Regions from separate parts of the Salmo salar genome. Here region 2 is linked to region 1. Evidence: chromatin contacts called from public Hi-C data. All regions are on one chromosome and are shown on one strand. The core of a region is the stretch at or near the end of the contact, and the rest is flanking DNA. Distances in the headings are between cores, read along the strand shown. Region 1 overlaps LOC106586736 (AF4/FMR2 family member 3). Region 2 holds the start of coa5 (cytochrome C oxidase assembly factor 5).

Evidence for each region. Hi-C and Micro-C count contacts between places; a contact is called where the count stands out from the background.
Region 2: a Hi-C map of muscle shows a contact between it and region 1, with 5 times the contacts expected there. The contact joins the promoter of coa5 here to the enhancer-like site in region 1. A contact is called at or near these places in 2 of 3 Hi-C or Micro-C datasets (gill and muscle).

The regions. Positions count from the first base shown.
Region 1 is chrssa25:39,286,170-39,289,764 of Ssal_v3.1, forward strand. LOC106586736 (AF4/FMR2 family member 3) reads left to right here. Exons shown (of 19, transcript XM_045707620.1): 19 at 1-9. Among protein-coding and RNA genes, the nearest start is that of LOC106586736, 34 kb to the left of the region's middle. Within about 2 kb of position 2,117, at least 2 of the 13 cell types and tissues checked have an H3K27ac peak or open chromatin away from gene starts, as enhancers often do. A contact at or near this core is called in muscle, where this site is marked.
Region 2 is chrssa25:39,490,238-39,494,151 of Ssal_v3.1, forward strand. coa5 (cytochrome C oxidase assembly factor 5) reads left to right here and starts at 2,081. Exons shown (of 3, transcript XM_014174318.2): 1 at 2,081-2,346; 2 at 2,658-2,741; 3 at 2,847-3,302. The coding sequence starts at 2,245. The coding sequence ends at 2,888. It overlaps LOC106586781 (alpha-1,3-mannosyl-glycoprotein 4-beta-N-acetylglucosaminyltransferase A), which reads left to right. Exons shown (of 17, transcript XM_014174400.2): 17 at 1-1,794.

The sequences.
Region 1 (3,595 bases), core at 867-3,366:
TGCAAATTGTATGTAGGAGTCTATCTCCTTGTTTATTGAAGCAGAATCTGTACAGTGAGTGTACAAAACATTAGGAACATCTGCTCTTTCCATGACAGACTGACCAAACCAAATCACATTTTATTGGTCACATGCACATGGTTAGCAGATGTTAATGCGAGTGTAGCAAAATGCTTGTGCTTCTAGTTCCGACAGTGCAGCAATATCTAACAAGTGATCTAACAATTCCAAAACTACCTAATACACACAAATCTAAGTAAAGGGATGGAATAAGAATATATAAATATATGGACGACCGGTATAGGCATAGACCGGGTGAAAGCTATGATCCCTTATTGATGTAACTTGTTAAATCCACTTCAATCAGTGTAGATGAAGGGGAGGAGACAGGTTAAAGAAGGATTTTTAAGCCTTGAGACAATTGAGACATGGATTGTGTATGTGTGCCAGTCAGAGGGTGAATGGACAAGACAAAAAATGTAAGTGCTTTTAAACAGGATATAGTAGTAGGTGCCAGGCACACCGGTTTGTGTCAAGAACTGCAACACTGCTGGGTTTTTCCACACTCAACAGTTTCCCATGTGTATCAAGCATGGTCCACCACCCAAATGACATCCAGCCAACTTCACACAACTGTGGGAAGCATTGGAGTCAACATGGGCCAGCATCCCTGTGGAACGCTTTCAACACTTTGTAGACTCCATGCCCTGACGAATTGAGGCTGTTCTGAGGGCAAACTGGATATTAGGAAGGTGTTCCTGATGTTTTATCTATCTGATGATGAACCAGATAGATTGCTACTTAGTGATCTCTCAGATATTTCCAAAATTCTATTTGTCTCACTCAACTTTCCATATGTAGATGTGTGTGTGTGTGTGTGTATTCCAGTTATATAGGCCTAGCTGTATTTCTGCTCAGACTGTTGCTCTTAACTCCCTAGCCAACATGGAGAGAGCTCTCATTCTGCCCCCCTCTCCTCCACCTCTCCCTGTCTTTGACTGACTGACTCCCTAGCCTCTTTCTTTCTGACCCCCCCCAAGCTAATTCTTCATCACTTATTACTGCTGCCCTTTCCACCAATAGGAAGACTGCCATGGCAAGCCTCAACATCCGCTGTCTGGAACCATAGCAGCAGGCTGTAGCCTACATCTGTGCGCGTGCCAGGTTTTCTGAGGACTCTGGCTGGTGGCACAGCGGCCAGTCTGCATCAAAGCACGAGACAAAAGAGAACAAAAAAAAAGTGCTCTTTTTTTTGTCGCACTGGCCTAGTCTACCCCAGTCTTTTCTTCACCAGAGTCCTAATATAGGCCTACTATAGATAATGCAGACTGTCTTACCAGTTTACACACCAGTCCAGACCATTTTCTGCTTTGTGCTCTCTCAATTCAATTCTCTCTCCCTCTCTGTGTGCGTGCATGTATTAGGGGACCAATAGGCTGGATGCAGTAACAGTAAAAACACAGCCCATTCAAGGAGGACGTGCGTGCGTGAGAGGATATGTGGGTGGTCGATAGTAGCCCACCACATCCGCTCGTCCCTAATCCCTTTGGCCAAATCCTATTTACATTTTTAGACCCCTTCTCCGGTGTCTAAATTGAGTAATCGCCACTTTTCTCTGCTGTGGAGACCGAGGATTTAAGGGCTAAGGGAAATGGGCAATGAAATGGAACTTGTCCCTTCACAGCGCTGCGTCAAATGTAGTGTTGTTGACTCGCCACTGGGTGGCACGATAACCCCAGCCAGCTTTCACCGACCTGACAGGGAGGACGGGAGAAACCGGGCAGTTGAGAGGTAGAGCGAGAGAGGAAAAAAGGCAGCCAGGCTGCTGAAAATGGAGAGTACACGGAAAAGGGTGATCGAAAATAATGCAAGAACCACGAGAGGATGTCAAACTTGGAAGACCACGACAGTTACACTAAACTATAAATAAGGAATAACTCCACTGCCTCCTAGACGTTTTAGAAGCCTGCGAGAGCGACATTTAGCTGCTTGCTTTCAGGACAAGTCAATAAAAGAGAGAAAAGGTGAGTACTAAGTGACTACCGCGTTTACAATGGGAACTGTGCAGAGTGCGTGTGGACACTTTGTAGCACACTCGTGCACCTCTTGTTGGTTAATTACGTAACAGGATTTGGACGTAAGCAACGTGTTCCCACTGCACACATGATTTGTGCAGAGTGTGGTGCTGCGACACATGATTCATTCTGTTAGCTAGCTACATTTTGTTGTTTATCAAAAGGTCAAATACGGGGTACTTATAGTTGTCCTGTTTCACACATGTACAGTGTGGTCCAGCCACAGCCAGTTCTCGCCATGCAGGTCACTAATAATTGTTTGTGTTCAGATCGAGAAGGGAGGAAGCAAGGAGGAGGGTTAGTTAGAGAAGGGACTGGTTATATCTGTAACCAACTCCAGCAAGGCCTGCAAGCGTGACCCCAGTAACCTAGTTGCTTTAATCATTTTCAGTACAGTAGGCTGGAGTCAGTGAGGAGAGTAGTGTTAGATAGCTACAGTACATCATATCTAACAGAGCTGACAAAAAAGGAGAGTCTGGAGTTAGTTTGGTAGAACCCCCCCTAACACATGGAACTGTTTTAAGATGGTCATACATGGATCATTTTATGCTATTTGATTTAGAATTTTAGGACCCATGTAGGTATAAATTTTTTTTATTAAAAAAATGATTTGATAACATTGAATTTGGCCTGTACTACTATAGCCCATAGAAACTCATTGAATAACACATTAATAAAAAAAGGCAAAAGAGACAGTAAAAAAATAAATCATGAGGAAGGTTTTGAAGGGTCTGTCCTATATCTAGGAGATAAGAAAACTCAGGAAATATCATTTTTGGGAGATACATATTTAACCCCCACAAAACGACTTGTTTTAAACCGGCACTGGGTTACCCTCAGAGGAGTCACATCTTTCCATAGAGTGCTCATATTATACTGAACACAAATATAAATGCAACATTTAAAGTGTTGGTTTCATGAGCTGATATAAAAGATCCCAGAAATGTTCCATATGCACAAAAAGCTTATTTGTCTTAATTTATTTTTGCACAAATGTGTTTACATCCCTGTAGGTGAGCATTTCTCCTTTGCCAAGATAATCCATCCACCTGACAGGTGACAGAATGTCCACCAGAGCTGTTGCCATAATGTAATGTTTAGTTCATTTTTAGGGCTCCCGAGTGGCGCAGCGGTCTAAGGCACTGCATCTCAGTGCTTGAGGCGTCATTACAGACAACCTGGTTTGAATCCAGGCTGTATCACAACCGGCCGTGATCGGGAGTCCCATAGGGCGGCGCGCAGTTGGTCCAGCGTCGTCCGGGTTTGGCCGGTGTAGGCCGTCATTGTCAATAAGAATTTGTTCTTAACTGACTTGCCTACTTAAATAAAGGTTAAATCAACCATGTCGTTTTAGCTAATTTTGCGGTATGTCCAACCGGCCTCACAACCGCAGACTACGTGTAACCATGCCAGCCCAGGACCTCCACATCCGGCTTATTCACCTGCGGGATAGTCAAATCAAAGTTTATTTGTCACGTACGCCGAATACAACAGGTGTAGACCTTACAGTGAAATGCTTA
Region 2 (3,914 bases), core at 831-3,330, 200 kb after region 1:
TCCATAATGAGTCCGGAGCAGAACTTCCCTTCATTCACTCCCTTCCCTCTACCCTACATAGAGGATGTTGACTCTTTTGAAGGGATTTGATTACGTGATACAGGATTTACAGATGACAGGGGTAGTGGTTCCTCCATAACTCGCCACCAATTGTACAGTGGGACTCATGTTTACCATCAGCAATGGGGGATTCATTAACTTCATTACATTTTATTTTGATGAATTTATATATTGAACAGATGATCAAATGCTATTTAGAACGTTGCACTGAGTTTTCAACTTACAGTTTTGAATGTTCCATTCTTTTTCTTTCTTTTTTTTGCTGGGCTTTCATTTACCATCTCCCGTTGGTTATGTCATTTTACACTTCTGACATCATCAGTGAGTTCTACCCCATGTGATGTCTGATTCTGTCCAATCATTCAATTGGAGACTGCTGGCAGTGGTTAGACAGGATGTTGCATTTATTCTATGTGCCATCTAGTTGCAGACGGATGCATGCATACCAGTGGAGGCTGCTGAGGGGAGGACGGCTCACAATAATGTCTGGAACAGAGCAAATGGAATGGTATCAAACAGCTAGAAACCATGTTTGATGCCATTCCACTAATTCCGTTTCAGCCGTTACCACGAGCCCGTCCTCCCCAATTCAGGTGACATTAACCTCCTGTAATGCTGACAGCCACGCTCCCCTGGGGGAGCATCTTGTCTACTCTGATTGTAGCTATACAGAAAAGCAATTTGCATTGCTCTTTGATGCATAGGTTCAGGATAGGTCAAAATGTTTTTTTTTTTCATGAGAAATGTTTATACAATAAGAGATTTTATGAAGATTTAGTTTTTGATCAAAAGTCCATCCACGTGAGAGAAGATTGTGATCGGTTTGATTGGGAGTGCTATTTTAAATGTCAAAGATGTGTGTGCATGCATGTCCAATTCTAAATCGGCCCCTACATCACAGCACTTAATGTTGATCTAGTAGGGTTGGACAACTACAGTATAAGGAACAAATCCCAGCTACACTATCAGAGGGCAAGCTGGTGCCTACCCAATCCTTTAAATAAAAACTCCTAGGTAGGATAAAGACTAGGGGTGGATTTGGGCAACACTTTCGAAAGCAGGCCACTTTGTACCAAGTTTGCTTGTCTGTAAATGTCCTTTATTTATTGTGTGATTGATTGATTGGTCAACTTTTTGAATGGAGCTGGCCCCTCCCCTGAGCCCCCTGGTCAAACCAGACCCTCTCGCTCACACCTGGGCCTTTATTTAAAGAGTGCAACGGATTAGAACCTTCAGATAGAAATCTATTCTGTAGATCCGATATGATTCTCTGTGTAGAAATGGGAATCGTGCCAGATCTATACATTACATTTCTATCTGCAACGCTCTAGCGAAGGATTTGCAACCTCCTGAATTAACCTCTTAAGGTGGAGGACGGCTTGAGCAGAGGGGAACACAAACTGTGTTTCTCACTAGTTTAATGGGGGTTACTTCCATCCTTTTTTTGTGCCCTTCATCCACGCTTATCTAAGATTGTATAGAAAAGCAATATGGAGGTTAGCCTATTATTGAGTCGCTTGCCTAGACCCTAGAGGTAGATGAAAGATAAGAGACAGCAAGACTATTAAGACAGTCAGGCTCACCCCACCCCTGCCTGCTTCCACCTTCTCTGTTCTCCCCATCAGGTCATGTGCCTTCATCACTACGTTAGTATATCTGCCTCTGATGATTTTGACATGGATTTACATGGACATCGTTGAAATAAATCATAATTGTTGATACAATTCACACCCATCTGTTTTCTGCCTTGGTTTCATTATTTCACATAATTCACTGTCTGATGGGAGAACGCCTCATTTCCATCAGCCACACATTCCTATAGAGCCAACCAGCTGGGTTCAAAATAAATCAAGAGATGGCATCAACATGTTGGAGTTGCTGTAGGATCTATGGAAACATCCTTGCCGTCGTGCTTCTTTTGATGTTGTGCTGAGAGATAAGCTTTGAGTGGCACCTAGCGGTATACTTGAAAAAGTACATGTTAAAAATCTCCTAATTTCGCTGAAACGTACAAAAACTACAAACACTCCCAGCATGCATATAGTTCAACTTTTGTATTCCCAGGATACTTTGCGAATCAAATATGGTGGCTTGCATTACAACGTTCATGTAACATACTGTAGTTAAATATATTCTTTAAATCTAAATTTCTTGCGTAATTGTCGTAAATGTAAGTGCAGCACAATGCCTAAATTCTACGAGGACAAAGAGGAGGATGGCAGGGCATGCTCAGGAATCAGGGAGGACTTCAAGGCATGTCTCCTTCAAAACGACTGCGTTGTAAAGGTAACGTTATGGAAAAGGATATCCCCTTTCATCTGAGGTTATGGTTTGCTAGCTAATATTATGCTTTACAGTTTTACTTGTATAACATCCCTTATTTCAAAGCGTAGGACTACCTTAAATTGTAAATGATGGCTTGTTGGTTGGTTGAGCCACACTTCCATTAAAAAAGAAAAGTGCAGCGCTTTCTACACCTGGATATTAATGCATGTGTTGTGTGGTCAACGTAAACGGTGAGAATGATCAATAACATATCAAAACACCAGTCTTGGTACAAACGTGTTTGACTAACTCCATGTTGTCCATTCCTGCAGGAGGGGAAGATGCCCAGTCAGTGTCTGAAGGAGGGCCACTGTAAAGCACTGCAGACCTCTTTCTTCGAGTGCAAGAGATCCATGGTGAGATCACCAGTCATCTCTGACATCAATGACATTTATTCAACACTTGGCAAATCCTTACTTATGGAACTGACTTGTTTCTGATCTTTCCCTCTATTTCAACAGTTAGATAACCGGTCCAGATTCAGGGGAAGGAAAGGCTACTGATGGACCAAAGTTGAAAATCTCTGCACTCGCAGCACTGAAATGATTAATTGTGAATAGTAGCAAAACTAACTTAAAGGGGTCCAAATGGGGGTTGTATTTTATTATGCTAACTTCACTTGAGGTGGTTCTGTGGAGAAAATATATGCTCTTCAAATAGGTATGTTGGACTTATTACCTCCTGAAGTGATGAGTGAGTCTGTGAATAGGCCTACCACAATTCAAACCATAGACACTTGGAAGTGTGTGGAAGAATGCTGGGCTGCTCTTCTGCTTCCATGTTCTGAAATGAGGGAACTTCAAGGAACTCTAAAGCAGGACTGTCAGCTCTCCCCTTGGCTGCTCTGATGATTGACAGACTGCTAAATTGGGCATCTGTTTTGAACAGTAAATGTAATAAATGTGTCATTGAACAGATTAAGTGTTTGCAAATGTGCTTAAACTGTGTCATAATGGAGTCTTCAATGCACACAACTGCTGGTATGAGTTTAAATTACATTAGATGTATTTTATTCCAGTTTTCTTTTTTACTGACAATACAGTAAAAATACATCACGGTATCATTCTTACAGACCTGAGTGGACAGCAATATTAATAGAAATGGGGACATACATTTAATATAATTTCTTATGTAATATTTGTATTTAAACTCCTTCATGAATATAGGTAAAATGGTCGTTCAGATTTCTATGTACACTAATACAATTTTTTTTATTCATTTAGCATACTCTCTTATCCAGAGCGACTTATATTGCATTTAGGGTTAATCAATCAAATGTATTTATAAAGCCCTTCTTACATCAGCTGATGTCACAAAGTGCTGTACAGAAACCCAGCCTAAAACCCCAAACAGCAAGCAATGCAGGTGTAGAAGCACGGTGGCTAGGAAAAACTCCCTAGAAAGGCAGGAACCTAGGAAGAAACCTAGAGAGGAACCAGGCTACGAGGGGTGGCCAGTCCTCTTCTGGCTGTGCCGGGTGGAGATTATAACAGAACATGGCCAAGATGTTCAAATGTTCATAAATGACC